Regions from separate parts of the Mus musculus genome. Here region 2 is linked to region 1. A link is a contact called in public Hi-C data. All regions are on one chromosome and are shown on one strand. The core of a region is the stretch at or near the end of the contact, and the rest is flanking DNA. Distances in the headings are between cores, read along the strand shown. Region 1 overlaps Ppp3ca (protein phosphatase 3, catalytic subunit, alpha isoform). Region 2 has its middle 9.2 kb from the start of Gm4861.

Region 1 (7,466 bases), core at 2,929-5,428:
AAAAATGTATCGAATTTGGGGGAGGTTGGGAATTTTGACAGAACTTCAGATTTATTTTAAGAATAGTATCGCTTTGGTTGGATCCTACAGGAAGGGATTATTTTATCTTAGTTCTATTTTGGATGAAAGATAAACCCCCTGAAACATTATTATTATTTCCTGACAGATGCTGGAAACCAGCGGGATTATTTGAGTCTATCTATTTAAGGAAGAAACATGGACATTAGGAGAAGCAGTCAAACTATTTAATTGACTAGATTGTAGAAATATCTAGATGTTGTAGAAAGTAGAGACTTGAAACAAGTTGGAGAGGTGAGTCAGTTTATTGAATGGTTTCGTGGTTTCTAAATCGTAATTCCAACTGTTTTACTGAAGGGACTGTTAGCCATAGGAGGCATAAAGTGTGGTTTTGAACATATAAATGTGTGTATATGCTTACACATATGGGCTTGTGTGCCTCTCTGGGTATGGTGACGATTAAGTATTGGAGAATACAAAGTAGGGGGAAATTGTACTTGTAACAAATCCACTAAGCAGATTTCACAGTTGAAAGAATGGCACTTGGAAAGAATACAGGATGTGACTTAGTTTCAAATGCCAAAGGTAATCATATCTGAGTTACCTGTGTGTCAACAATTCCTGTATCATATTTCAATGGATTCAGCTTTTCCTTATACCACACTAGGAGCTCTGCATCCTTTTTTAGGTAGTGGCCTTTGATATTCTCAGATAAAAGCCATCTCGTGAATCTTTGATCCTAAGCTCCTGCAAGCTAGGAGCCTCTCACTTAGGGTGTTTGTGAAAGACTTACTGTCTTCAGTGTCTTAAATTATTTAAGAGTACAGTGACTTTTAATGAAATATAAAAGGAATTAAGAGAGAATTTAAATGCATGCTCTCGAGAAGAATTTTTTAAAAGGGTGGAATATTATCTGTCCCTTCACTGTATTGTTGTTGAGAATTCTGTGCATTATATTTATTGGCAAAAGCCCAATGCGTTGGGCTGAGGAGGTGACTCAGTGGGGAAAGTACTTGGTGTGAACACAAGAGGACCTGAGTTCCAAGAACCTGTAAAAGATCTGGGTGTGACTACACTTGCCTGTAACTGCCACACTTGACAGCAAGGATGGGCAGACCCATCTAGGCAGCAGGCCAGATGGGCCAAGAAAGAGAGCTTTGGGCTCAATGAAAATCCCCATCTTAAAAAATAAGTTGGAGAGCAATAGAAGACTCCTGCTACCCTTCTCTAGACTCTGCATGCGTATGCATGTGCACATGCATGAACACACACACACACACACACACACACACACACACACACACACCTCCAGTAAGAACACCATATCACGGGGCAAATCTGTATTCAGTCCCAAGCTGGTCCACCTACTAGCCATATGTTCTATTCTCATCTCTTTTATATGCTTTATTCTCCAAAGCAGTACAAATGGATGTACAAGCAGTAACTATCTCGGATGAGGTTATACAAGCCAAATAAGATGGTGTATATAAGCCTCAGAATCCAACAGTTAGTTTATATTCAATAAAATGTGACTGCTTTTCATAATGGCCGCATGAAATCCGAACTATACTTCTAAATCCTATTGCTTAATGTAGCCATTGTCCTTGGAGGCCACCTGGGGATGTGGAGAGAATCCTGAATGACAAAGAACTTGCCAAGCAATGCTGCATTGTGTAACATGTACCAGCACTTAGTAAATGCTAGCTGGGTTGCAATTCCTCCAACTTAATCTTGCTGATGTTTGAAGAGCCTCTGGATAAATCAGAGACTATGGAGTAAAGTCTTCCTGATGACACAATAGTGTAGGCGAACCTTGCAATTTTGAGCACAACTGGAGAAAATATGAATGAACCTTTTTAAATTTAGGCTCCTTATAACGTTGTCCAGACCAGACTGGGGGTTACTTTGGACTCATGTATGAATAAGTGGCTTTTAAAAACTAAATAGAATGTGAAGCCAGAGTCAGAGGAAATGATTAGCATTTGACATATGCTCATGATGGTCATAAGATGAGAACTTGTAAACAAACCATTTTTATAGATAACCGTTAAAGCCAAGACCAGCATATTTTTATAGTTAAATCAATGTGTGAACTTCAAAGGAGGAGCATGGCACGTCTTTTCGATTAGTCTATAACTTTTTCCATGCACACAGTCTCCCCCTCAGTTAAGACCAACTGAAGTGATTCCAGCAGCATGCACTTTAGGTAAGTAAAGTGCAGAAAACATACAGAATGAGAGTTCCTGAAGTTCTTCTGTTTTCTGGAAACACAAAGAGTAGAATTTTCTAGAACTTGGACCTTGCCACCTTACAGACAGAACAATTGACTGTATTGATCTATAGTTTGTATCTCACCTTACAAAACTAGGTTAAGAAAGAAAATATTAATTTATCATAAAACATTAATAATTATTCATCGATTTTTGTACCCATATATATTTCTGAGTGGTTTGTGATATTGTGATGTGATATATATATATATATATATATATCTGAGATAAAATTTTATATAGCCCAAACTGGCTTTGAAGTCAACATGTCTCAATGACCCTATCATCTCCATCCTTCTGTCTCCCTCTCACAAGTGCTAGGATTCCAGGCGTCCACCACTGTGCTTAACCAAGAATGTAAATATATTACAAACCTTAGCTTGTCAAATAATTCTGGGAAGCCCTGCCTATAAGAGGACCACACAGGACTTTGTGTACAGTTTTCATCATTCAGAGGAGCATCTATGAATGTAACCATGGCAACAGCTTCTGTAGCCTTAGCAGCCAAGCTCAGAGCACATCCAGAAGATTAGAGGAGAAACTCAATAGGATAGTCATTCTTTTACTTGGCTAAAACTATGTGCTATTCATAGTTCTAGGATCTACAGGCACAGACCTAGTGAATACATTGCTAAGCCTCCTGAAATAAATTCATGAAATTTGAAAGGATACAAAATCTGAAACTTCTTGAATGATTATGTGACACTGTAAGTGACAAATTTGGTCTGCAACGTTGGGTGATTTAAGATGTAGTCCGCATGCTGATTAATACAGAGACCACCATGCAGTTACCCACTTATAATCTTGGTATTCAGGAAGCTGAGAAAGGAGGGTCCAGACCATCCTGGCCTACATTGAGAGACCCTGTCTCAAAATGAAACAACAACAAAAACAGAAGCAAACATACCAAAAGTACAATATTAACAAGAAACATGATTGGACTTAATGCTCAGACTTAGCATTTTCCCTGCAACATCTCAGTGTGCAAATTGTGTGTGCATTTAAAAATCCAGACGCCTCTGATCCCAGGCCTTTGGAAAAGGGATACATACCCTGTCCATATTCTCCACCTTCAAGTCCTCCATAAGGATAGCAGAGGAGAGATTTTTAAACATCTCTGATATAAAGTGTGTGGAGCACTGAAGAAGCATTTGCAGAGGATAAAGGTCTCAGAGCAGGAGCTTTGTGAGAAATCTGCAAAGGGAACTCAACTCCGATCTGAGGTTTAAATGGTGAGTATGTGTTTACCCAGATTCCTGGGGTAGTGGGAAAAGCATCCTAGAGGACTGTCGCCTAAGGAGTCGAGGGGTTTGAACTTCATACATTTGAAAACTATTAGGGCTGAGGGCAGGCATAGGATATTGGGGGGGGGGGGTGAGGCTTTTAACGGGAAAATCTCATTTGCTCTGTTGTACATTGTTTGGACTTCTTTATATACAGACACTCCAAAACACTGGAAGGGAAAGATGTGCGTATATGGTGTGATTTTTAATATTATGCTTCATTGATTTGGATCCCTGAATGGGACACCATGGGGTGCAAGGCCAAAGGCTGAACACACAAAAGAATGTCATGCAGGGGTCCAGACATGAAAGGTGACGGCACAGTCTGTAAAGCACATGAAATTTAATAAACATTAAAATGTCTAGGGAAGCTGATGATGGGTACAAAGAAAAATCTAGGATGGTTTTCAACTTTCTGGTTTATATGACTAGACTGATAATTATGTCACCACCCAAGACAAAGACACTGTGTGTACCAGGACAGGTTTGTCTAAAAGACAACAGATTCGTCTGAGACAACAGGACTATGAGTGGGACAGCCAGAGTTACCCAGTAACAGCAGCCGCTTGAGTTTTCTAGAGCTTCCCACCACTGTCAATACAGAGAAGGTCTGTTTTAGAGAGTCCACTGTGAGTTCTGGCTTAGACTGCTCAATGTCACTGGCTGTTGTTGTGTAGCCCGCAGGAAACCATGCAAATGCATGAAGTAATTACAAAGGGGGCCGATGCATGGTGACACAGCTGGGCTAAGATTGCATTTGTTGAAAATAGAAGGGAGAGCGGCTAGACCAGTGAGGGGAACAGTAGGGACAGGACAGTGCTAGTGGAAGGGGAGGGCAAAGGACTGCAGAGTGCCTGCTTCACCTTAAGTCTTGCTTGCTGCCCCTAGAAGTGGAGTAGAGTAGCCATGGCCATGGTGTCCTGTTCCAGGGAGCCAAGGATCAGACAGATTGAGGAGGTGACGACTCACTGAGCAGCCTGCCTGCCAAGTATTCTCTATCTATAGCAAAAGGGAATTACAGAGACAAATGAAGACTTTTTAAACTACCTATTTTAATTTTATTGTTTTTATTACACGTATATCAGTATGTATGCCTGCATATGTCTGTGTGCCACATGTGTGCCTGGTGCCTGCAGAGGCTGGTAGAGGATGTCAGAGCCCCTGGAACAGGATTTACAGATAATTGTAAGTAACTATACCCTGTTCCTCTTGAAGAACAACCAGTGCTCTTAATTGCTGAGCTCTCTTTATGGCTCCACGGCTAACATTTTTTTTAACCATAAATATACACAGGTGTTTTTGGATAAGTGGAACCAAGTCCTTAGAAGTTAGGAATGAAGAGAAGGCTTAGATATGTTTGATGGAACGTGGGCTCTGTGAAAACAGGAACGCTGGAAGACTGTGTTAAAAGGGAAAGGCTTTTAATAACAGGAGACTCAGTACATGAAGACTATGCTCCCGGCCTCTTGTGTAGTAATTAAAGGATGTGCCGAATGTACCTGGAAATGGACCAGAACCTTCCTGAAGAGTACCTGTAAAAAAGGCCTAGCCAATGACACAGTAATATATATGTGTATAAGATCAGCACTGGGGTCATGGTCTGTATCCAGAGTTTGCACATCAGTCATGACTAGAGAATGTCACTCTGGCCATCATGGACTGAGGCATTTCCGTCATCAGCTGTTGACAGTGTACTTAGACTCTTGAATCTCCAACTGCCTCTTTATGGCAAAATATATTAGTCAGGATGATATGATGATGTCTTCTCTCTCCCTTGCCCCTCCTCTCTTCTCTCTTCCCTCCCTCCCTCCCTCCCTCCCTTCCTTCGTTTTTTCTCTTTCTTTCTTTCTTTCTTTCTTTCTTTCTTTCTTTCTTTCTTTCTTTCTTTCTTTCTTTCTTTCTTTCTTTCTTTCTTTGATTGTTTAATACAGTTTGGGTTTTGTTTGGTATGAGTCAGGCTCTCGCACTATAGCACAGGCTAGCCTCAAGCATACTATGTAAATTAGGCTGGATTTATGCTAACCCATTCACTGTAGTCCTCCTGCTTAACCTCTCCAGTGCTTGGGTTACCGAGCTTGTATGCCATGACTTATTAGTCTGTGTCTAGTTTGAATGATTATGTTGTGAACGTTCTTAAAGACTTAATTAGTCTTTGGATAATGAGAAAGTGAAGTTAAGCAGGAGATAAGTGTGGCACCCATAATAGAAATTCTGATCATAGGCATTACAGTACGGGTCTCAATGTCCACCAAATGTGTTTCCAGGATGCATGGCTCTCTTCTTTCTCACAGTCTCCACTACAGAGCTGCTGTGCCTTTGGGGCACTGGAGACTCACCATACTGCCTTACATCCCAAGGTCAGCTACAAACAAGCAATTACACTGTATCTCTAGATTTCTGGTGGGAAATTATAGCAAGTACAAATCAGTAGCTATCAAATTCTCTGCTTCTTCACAGCTATCTGTAGATATCCAGGGAACATTAAGTCTGCCAGTCTAGTGTATTTTTCTTCTGTCCTAAGATTATGATCAAGACCTTAAATGTGTTATCTCCTTTCTTTTTATGGCCAGCCAAGTTACAGTCAAACACACTTCTTTTTCTCCTGTGTTATTTCTTCTTTCAGTTGATCTCAAATGCTTGACAGGTATACTCGTTCTTTTCCTTGTCATTACAATGCTTATATCAAATGGCATTGTCTTTCAACACAGTAGAGACTGTAAATCATATTCACTACTTTGTGTTATAGTTACAAATCCAGCATTCATTCATTCATTCATTCATTCATTCATTCCTAACATAATGTTTCTAACATGGTCACTGATAGTTTGCTGGACTTAGGAATGAATAAAGGAGGATCTGACCTCTGGAATTATGTTCTAGTCAAGAGATGTAAGCAAAAGTATTACATATCAATGGATAAAATAGAGAATGAAGAGATATCTCAGTTGTTAAGGTCTTTTCTGAGCAAATATGAGAATCTGAGCTTGAATATGTATTCTCTATATAAAAGCTGGGTGTATCCAGCACTGTGTTGATAGAAACAGAGATTTGGGTGTTCAGTGGCCCAGTAGGATACTCTAGGTTCAAGGAGAGACTGTCACAGACAAAGTGGAGAATGATGGCGGAGACACCCTAAGTCTAAATCTGGTCTAAATCCATACATGTGCACATTGATGAACACTTCTCCACCTCCACTCGGACAAACACTCACACATGCATGCTTCTACTTCATAGAGTGTAACAGATGCTCTGAAATCTAAAAAAGGGTGAGGATGGGGTTGTAAGGAGCAAGTGTGAGATAAAGATCAGAAAAGATGGAACCCCACTAGAATAAAGCAGACACATGGCTGAGGGAAGTGCTAGCCTTTGAACTAAGGAACCCTGTAAACACTGGCCACATAGCAAAGAAAGGAACTAGGTGAGAGGGACATTGAGGGTTGAGAGTGAGCTGCCAGGTATACTCGTTCTTTTCCTTGTCGTTACAATGCTTATATCAAATGGCATTGTCTTTCAATGTAACATTATGGACCATGTCTTTTACTCAGTTCCAAGCGCGGGCCCCTGTAGAATTTTGGAGTAGACCTAAGAAACACTTGTCATGTCATCTCGATATTTTGTTATCTCTGTTTCCATTATGTCTTGGCCTCTCTTTTTGAATCATGAGCAACTAAACCAAACAACTTGGTATTCTTTAACAACAAACTGCTATTAAAAGAAGTCTTTCAGATAGCCATGCTCACACGGTTCAATGTACCTCCTTTGACTTGCTTTATGAGAAGAGAATGCTAGAGACAGATAATAGTATTTATATTTATTTCCAACACGTGCCTAAAAGAAGCATGTGTCTGTAGATTGAGAGGCAGCCAGTCCCATAATTCTGCAGTTGTATACATTG
Region 2 (7,466 bases), core at 1,983-4,482, 720 kb after region 1:
TAGGGAATGCGGACAGGAGGACTATAGGGTGTGCAGACTAGCTGCTCTAACCAAAACTACCCACTCAGGTTCAGTGAGAGACCTGGTGTTCTCAGGTGGAGAATGATAAAAGACATCCCAATGTCGACTGCTGGCTTCCACAGGTACCCACATTGATGTGTGTACCCATACACAAAAGTGCATACACAGATAGCCACACACACAGTCACACACATGCACACGCATGCAGATGGACATGCACACTAAAGTATAACTAATACGGAATGAAGGAAGCTCACTTCAAATTAGTAGCAAGAACGAAAGCACGGCCATGTTTAAAACTATGAACTTTCAGATACAAGAGGTTTTGGTTGTTTTTACTTTCATGCTGAGAAAAAATTTGGAACTCACATTCTGTTGATGAGTTTTAAAACCCCTGACTTTATAACTGTGAAATATGAACTCTGTTTCGTGATATATATATATATATATATATATACATACATATATATATATATATACATATATACATATGTATACGTGTGTGTGTGTGTGTGTGTGTGTGTGTGTGTGTGTATTGCACCATCCCACGCTAACACTGCCTACTCTCTGGTCTCAGCACCTCCATGGTTAGCCCCAAGCAGAGACTGCCCATCCCATGGTTCTCTTGCTGTGGATTTTGCTCACGTTCTCAGCCCTTTTCCCCCTGTAATTAGCATTCTCAAATCCCTGTAGCAGGTAAAATCAAAACTCTAGAGGCTTGCAATTTATCAGTCAGATTTATATCAGTAAATTCTCACTCCACAAAACGCCCACACAATGAACTCAGAGCCAATTGACATTGATATAAGCTGCCCAGCTAGATAAGACAAATTGTCCTGCAATTCTTCATTCCTTATAAGATATTCATTGCTACCTGTGGCTATGTAAAGCCACACAGAATCTGGATCGTCTTCCTCTTCCTCCATCTTCCTTCCTTCTCTCCTGTCTCTCCTATCTCTCTCCTCTCTAAGACTCCCAGCCCACCTTCTTTATCCACTGCCTATTGATTGGTTCCTTGAAATCTTTATGCATTCGGGGAAGATTCTGCCATATCTTCCAAACCAAAGGCTTATCTTTCTTGGAGTACCATCAACGGTATTCATGCGCAGTAAACCCAGAAGTAGACAGTCATCAGTTTTCTCACCCTCACAGTCACCTCTCAAAGCGCCAAGCCTCTGTACCAGCCAGCCAAGTCAGCATTCTCCACTAAAATGCCTGTGCTTCCCCTCAGCCCTCCACCAAAATTCCCACATCCTTATCTTCATTCTTCTCTCTCCATTCTAGTCGCCCTTTGTGGATAATGGCCACACTGCACTTTACCTAGAGAATGCCCAAATTCATACCACAATTCCCATTCTCCAGATCCCCAGGGTCAGTCACACTATCCCTCACTCAATAGACCAACTGTTCCCACATTTAACAACCCTAGAGAAGTAGGTCATATCCATTCCAAAATATATTCTGATGCAGCATCATCTCCTAAGATAGCCCCTCTCAAACTCTTGATCTTATCTTTCAATGAGCTTCATATGTGTGTGTCTGTGCATTTCTCACATATGCTTGCATGGTTTTGTTTACATAGACTCGATGATAAGTCTCCTGCCCCTCTTATTAAGACTATTATCACAGCCAGACTGGGATCTCTGGATCCCTCAGTTAGCCACATCTAAGTAGCTATCCCCTCTGCTCCTAGATGTTCTTTCTCACCCTCACCAAACTTCCAATTCATCAAATTAAAACCCAGTATTTTCTGACTGGTGTACCCTGACTCAAATCTTTCCTTCCAGGTTCTCTTGCACTACAATTGAACCTTAACCTTATCTTTTGAAATAACAATCGTGTAAACTATGCTGCAGTGATAAACCATCCAAATATCAAAAGAAGTGCAGTTTTTGTTATAACACCTATGCTTTCTGAGTAGGCTGGCTCTGTCCTCCATGGTGTCTTTAGATGAAGTGGAGGCAGCTCTGGCTGGAGCCTCATGATCTGCTCACGGAAAGGATGTCAACACCACACAATGGCTTCCTAATCTTGGGAAGATCTAATCTGCTCCTATACTTTCTTCATCAAAGAAAACAAACTGCCAGCCAAGGGATAACTCTACCATGTAGAAAACCCCAGTAAAAGTGAAATAGCAGAAAGTATTTAGAACAGATAATACAATCTCCCAACCATCACTAAAATTATGGTACAATATCAAGACTATTTCCTGTTTTTATTACTTTTTTTCCTCCAAAACACCTCAGCCCCAGCAGGACTAGCATTTTGGAGGAGCTGTGTATGTTCCAGAATGCTAAGCAGAAGTTCTGTCTCCCTCTATCTCTACCCAATAGGTGTCATGTGCTCTACATTTACCCAACGTGTCAATAAAAATGGCTCCAGACCTTGGAAAGTCTTCCCTGGAGAAGCAAAGTCACCCCTCACTGAAAATAGACTAGTCTAGAGTCTATAGAGGGAAGAAGTGAGGTCGAATCATGACAGGATCTATGTGATATTGTGCAAGTTTAATAATTTATTTTAAAATAGCATTAAAAATACAAAAAAAAATAATCTCCTGCCTTTTATGGGGAATAAAAGCATTAACTTCAGAGGCAAAGCATACCAAGTTTTGCACCTTGGTTTCATTGGTCCATAAAACACTGCAAATGTTGCTTAACTCCAATAAACCTTAGTTGTTTTTTTTTGTTTTTTTTTTTTCCCCTCTTCAGCAGGAGGCAGTAACATTTCTCTTGCAATCTTCCAGTAAAAAGTCAGTGCATGGTTTTTGGCATATGGTGTATGCTAGCAAATGACAGCTGGCAGCAATGGGAAAACTTTCTCCAAAATACATAAAAGAGGAAATGTTCACCAAAAGCCTGACACAGAGACAAACAAAACCTGTGCCCCATTGTGCATGTGCACGCGTACACACAGACACACACACATACACACACACACACACACACACAGCCAAAGGTCTTCTCAGAAGGGTGGCACCACAGCCCTGTACAATACTGTCTGCATTTGTTTCTCCATAAATAAGATGTGTTGTCAAGAAACTTGAGCTCTGTGGATTTGCCATAAAACACATATCCTTGGATATGAGCAACAGGTTTTCGTAGCACTTTCTTGGATGTCAGCAGATTCTCACAAATCAGAGCAGCAAAGTGTAAAACATATGCCCTCAGCAACCTGCCAAAAACCAATAAAAGGAACCTGCAGAGAAGCCAAAGCTGAGAGGCGGGCAGCAGGCTGGGGCTGGAAGCCTCCATAAATTCCCATGGAGATGCACTTTCAGTGAGAGCCCGAGTAAACAGAACAGTTTTAAAGGATGAGACAATTCCTCATATGGCGGCTGCACACCACACAGTCGAAAACTGCAAAATGACAGGTCACTGAGGCATTTTTAAATCCAGTCTTTGGGGACCAAGAAAGGATGACAAGTCAGTTGTTTTGTGATTAGGAAATGGACCTCCCTGTGGTGGAACTGGCCTTTCATTAGAGAGTGGCATGTTACCATGCTCTCAAGACATGGGGCATTTTGTATCCAGGTGCAAAACAATTCTGTTTGCTTGCAAAGAAGTTCACAGAATAGTAACTATGAAAATTACACAGAAGATTAAAGTCCCCTTTATAAGGCAGCAAACTATAAATTCTATTTTCAAACTAGCATGAGTCATTGTCGCGTCTAAATAGAATAACCTCCTGGCTTTGTATGCTGTTTCTCCTCCTCCTCCCCCTCCTCTTCCTCCTCCTCTTCCTCCTCCTCTTCTTCCTCCAACTCCATAAACTCTTGGGAGACTTTCAAGTTGGTAGAAAGATTTAGATCCCAATACCCTAGAGACTAGAACATTTCCCAGCACTAACACAGCAGCACAGAGTTTGCGTTCCATCAAAACTCAGATTTCAACCCAGAGGGAATTGTAACTGAGCCCCTTTCTCCAGCAAAGCTGGGGACAGCCTGCTCAGAACATTAAGCTTTCTGACTCTGCTCTTCATCCCTCAGAAATCCAATGCCCTGAGGCCTGGATCCCAGGCATCGTAGGTGGCTCTCTTCTGCACCACATAGCTAGTGCCAATACTCCAGATCCCTGCTTGCCCCAGTGCAAAGGCAGCTCTCTCCTTACAGTGTCAGAGCATCCAAAGCACTCTCAGCAAAGCGGGCTCCCAGCTCAGACTCTGAATGCATCTGTCCTCTCCTCTTGCTGCATTTCTAATCCTGAAGTGGAAATTTGGCTTAATGAGCCCCAAAGGGCAGCCTCTGCCAAGCTTACTAAATTCTAAGGAGATAATTAACCAGATAGGAAAAAAAGTTTTAATCTTGCAAACATAAAAAAGATTGATATTGTATTATGTGCAACTAAAATTGCACAAGCAAAGCATCCCCCCACCAGCATTCAATAAAATAAATTAAAGGTTAGCCCCAAACTTAGAAATGAGTACCTGTGCTGGTCAGGGTTCTGGATCAGTTCTTGAGTATTTTTAATGACTGAAAGAGTACATACAAAGATGCCCATGCATGCATGCATTTAGTCAGTAAATCTGTATTCTGACATACATATTTACTGACCAGCCACCAGCTGGTTCTGGCCCACCAGAAATAATTAGTTTGTAAGGTCCACCGGAAGTTGTGATTTGAATATTTGATATGATAAAGGATCATAACAACACATAGGTATATCTATAATTTAGGGTCAAAACATAGCAGATTGTCATTCTTTCTTTTTCTTAGTTTTTTTTTTTCCCTGACTCACAACTTCAAGAGGGTCACCAACCAGACATGCGCACTTTCTTCTTGCTTCTTTTCCTTTTTGTGTACTTTCTCACTCACTCATCTGTAAGATTTGCTACATAGAATCCTTCTTCATAAAGTAGTTTGCTGCATCTTCAGAGCTGAGACACTTTGCAGAAGAAAGAGGGTTTGATTAAAGTGAGGGAAGCCAATGCTTTGCAGCAAAAGACCATCAAAGAAAACCAGTCAGTGTTTCGTCCCCTATAACATTTCTCAGAGCACTGGGGCATACGGACTTCAAGACAGTGTGTTAAAGGAGATGTTCAACCTTTGCACATTACACCATAAACCCCACAAAACTCTCTCAGAAAAAGCGGTTCCCCTTAATTTATACAAATGTTTAAACCATTGCTTAAGTCACCCAATATATTTTACAATCTTACTGAACGTGTTCTTTTGATTTGACATGTGAGGTTTTTCTGTACGTACATGTACGCGTGTGCCTTTGAAGGTCAGAAGGGGACACTGGATCCCCTGGAACTGGTACTATAGGTTGTGTTGTACCTGGTTGAACTGAATCCAGGTCCTTCCTCCTCAAGAGCAACAAGAACTCTTGACTGCTCTCGGCCATCTCTCCAGCTCCTGTCCTAAATGCTTATTTTGTCTTTATTTTCCCTCCTCCTTCACTGGTTCTCTTGGTGAAGAGTACACAAGAGTAACCTAGGGTTAGAAATTTCCCTTCTTCTCATCTTTCTTGATTCCTACTTGATTTCTCCAGGGTATTGGTGGATCCTCTTGCTGGCCCCTGAGCAGACCCCTGCTGATCATTGCCAGTGTAGCAGCGCAGATCAGTGACCAGCTGCCCTCCAGGATGGGAACTTCAGATGGGGAAGTGAAACATCGGAACATCTGGAATTTTCCTAGACGATAATTTCAACTGAATGAAGCATTTGAATGATTAGAAGCGAAGTTTCTGTGTTCCATCTGAGAGTCTTTTTATAATCTGTGTCACGCAGCTGCAGGCAGAATCTTCATGAGAGACAGCAGCTTCGGTTTAGCTTCAGCCAAGAGGGAGATGTGAATTAACCATGATTTGAATCAGTAGCATCAATTCAGTTGTTCTGGGGTCTTGCATCATACTGGGATGGAAACAGAACTGGGGAGCAAGGACAAATGAAACAAAGGTCACCCCTTGAACCATGTTTATCCTGTTCCTCTATTCCTTAACACTGACTCTGTCTCTCTCTAACTCTATCTTGCACATATGTACACACACACACACACACACACACACACACACACACACACACACATTTCTAGAGATGTAATTTGTCAAATATCAAGAACAGCTTATGATGTTATTAAACTTAGTGAAAACTTTCCACCACACGATTTACTAAACTAATTTTGAGCTGCTCAAGGAAAGCAGGTCTTGCTTTAGAATGTGTTAACATGAACTATATTTACAGCTTTATTTTATTCACACCAAAAAAAAGCAACTCTAATGATAATGAGTATCCATACCAAGAAGCTCTTCTAAGACGACCAAGTATCCAGTTCTAGAAGTCTGCTGGACTCCTGTGCTCACAGCCTGAAATCTGAACCCCTGAGTCTCATATCTGCATGCTGACCTGCGTCAGTGTTACGTGATATAGGGAGCCAGGTGCAGTCGCAGGGAAATGAACTGCCAACGCTGGGGAAATCAGATTGCAAATTAGAGCTAAGATTTAGAAAGCCCAGAAGGAAAGCACAGTGAAGAGTAAGCCAGGCACAGCAAGTGAGGCAGATGGCTGTGATGCTGAAGAGGGGGTCTGCAGAATGGGGCAAATGTCATGTGGGCAGCAGCTCTTGCCATCCAATCTCCTTGGCAACAAGAAGCTCTAGAGTCCCTTGTCTAAAACTTCTGGAACAAGAAGGGTTGGGAGTAAAGAGTTTTCAGCCATCCATGCATGTGCCAACTAATATGGCTCTCTGAAGGAATGAAGTTGAGAGAACAGTGCCATTCACCAAATATCATGTAATATATGATCCCACTTACCCAGCAGTGTTAAAATGCTAACATTATAGATGGAAAACCAATTACAGTTTGTTATGGGCTAGAAAGCAGGCAAGGGCCATGGGGGGCGGGGGGGGGGGCAGGGCTAGCTAGGACTGTCACTAAAGAGCATGAGGCTATCTTTCATTGTGATGAAGGTAATGGTCCTACAAATAGAATTAATGGCAAAGCTGCAGAACATTTAACATATACAGATACAGAGAAACACAATAGAGATGGGGAATAAAACTAGTGGAATCCAGATGAGGTAAATGAGGTGTGTCAATTTCCTGGTCATGACACAGTACTATGGTCATGCAAATGTTAACACAGGGAAAACTGGATGGAATCCACAAGCTGTATCTCTCTCTATCACTTCTGACAACTCCTTGTGAGTCGACAATTCTTTATGAATATATGGAAACCTGGAATTGCATTTGAGATATGTCGTTTAACATTAAACAGTGCCAACACACTCATGTTTCTCCGGCAAAGCGTGAAACGATTCACACCAAGTGGACATGCAGACTGAAAACTGCCTCCTGCTAGCTTGGGGCATGTTTTGTGGCCACAGGTTTCAGGCTCAGTCAGAATTTGCTACCAAATCAGCCTTAGTTTTCTCTTGCTTTTGGATTTCAGAAATAAAGATTAAAAAAAGATAGTAAGCCCAGTGCTACACTGGTCCCACGGATGAAAGTG

Evidence for each region. A called contact is a pair of places that touch in the nucleus more often than the background predicts.
Region 2: a Hi-C map of cerebral cortex shows a contact between it and region 1, with 3 times the contacts expected there. The contact joins two enhancer-like sites. A contact is called at or near these places in 1 of 39 promoter capture datasets (hippocampal neurons) and 2 of 484 Hi-C or Micro-C datasets (cerebral cortex and uterus).

Annotation. Positions count from the first base shown.
Region 1 is chr3:136,839,788-136,847,253 of GRCm38.p6, forward strand. All of the region lies in intron 2 of Ppp3ca (protein phosphatase 3, catalytic subunit, alpha isoform), which reads left to right. Among named protein-coding and RNA genes, the nearest start is that of 1700006H20Rik, 110 kb to the right of the region's middle. Within about 2 kb of position 4,179, at least 28 of the 459 cell types and tissues checked have an H3K27ac peak or open chromatin away from gene starts, as enhancers often do. A contact at or near this core is called in cerebral cortex, where this site is marked.
Region 2 is chr3:137,558,094-137,565,559 of GRCm38.p6, forward strand. No RefSeq gene overlaps it. Among named protein-coding and RNA genes, the nearest start is that of Gm4861, 9.2 kb to the left of the region's middle. Within about 2 kb of position 3,233, at least 41 of the 459 cell types and tissues checked have an H3K27ac peak or open chromatin away from gene starts, as enhancers often do. A contact at or near this core is called in cerebral cortex, where this site is marked.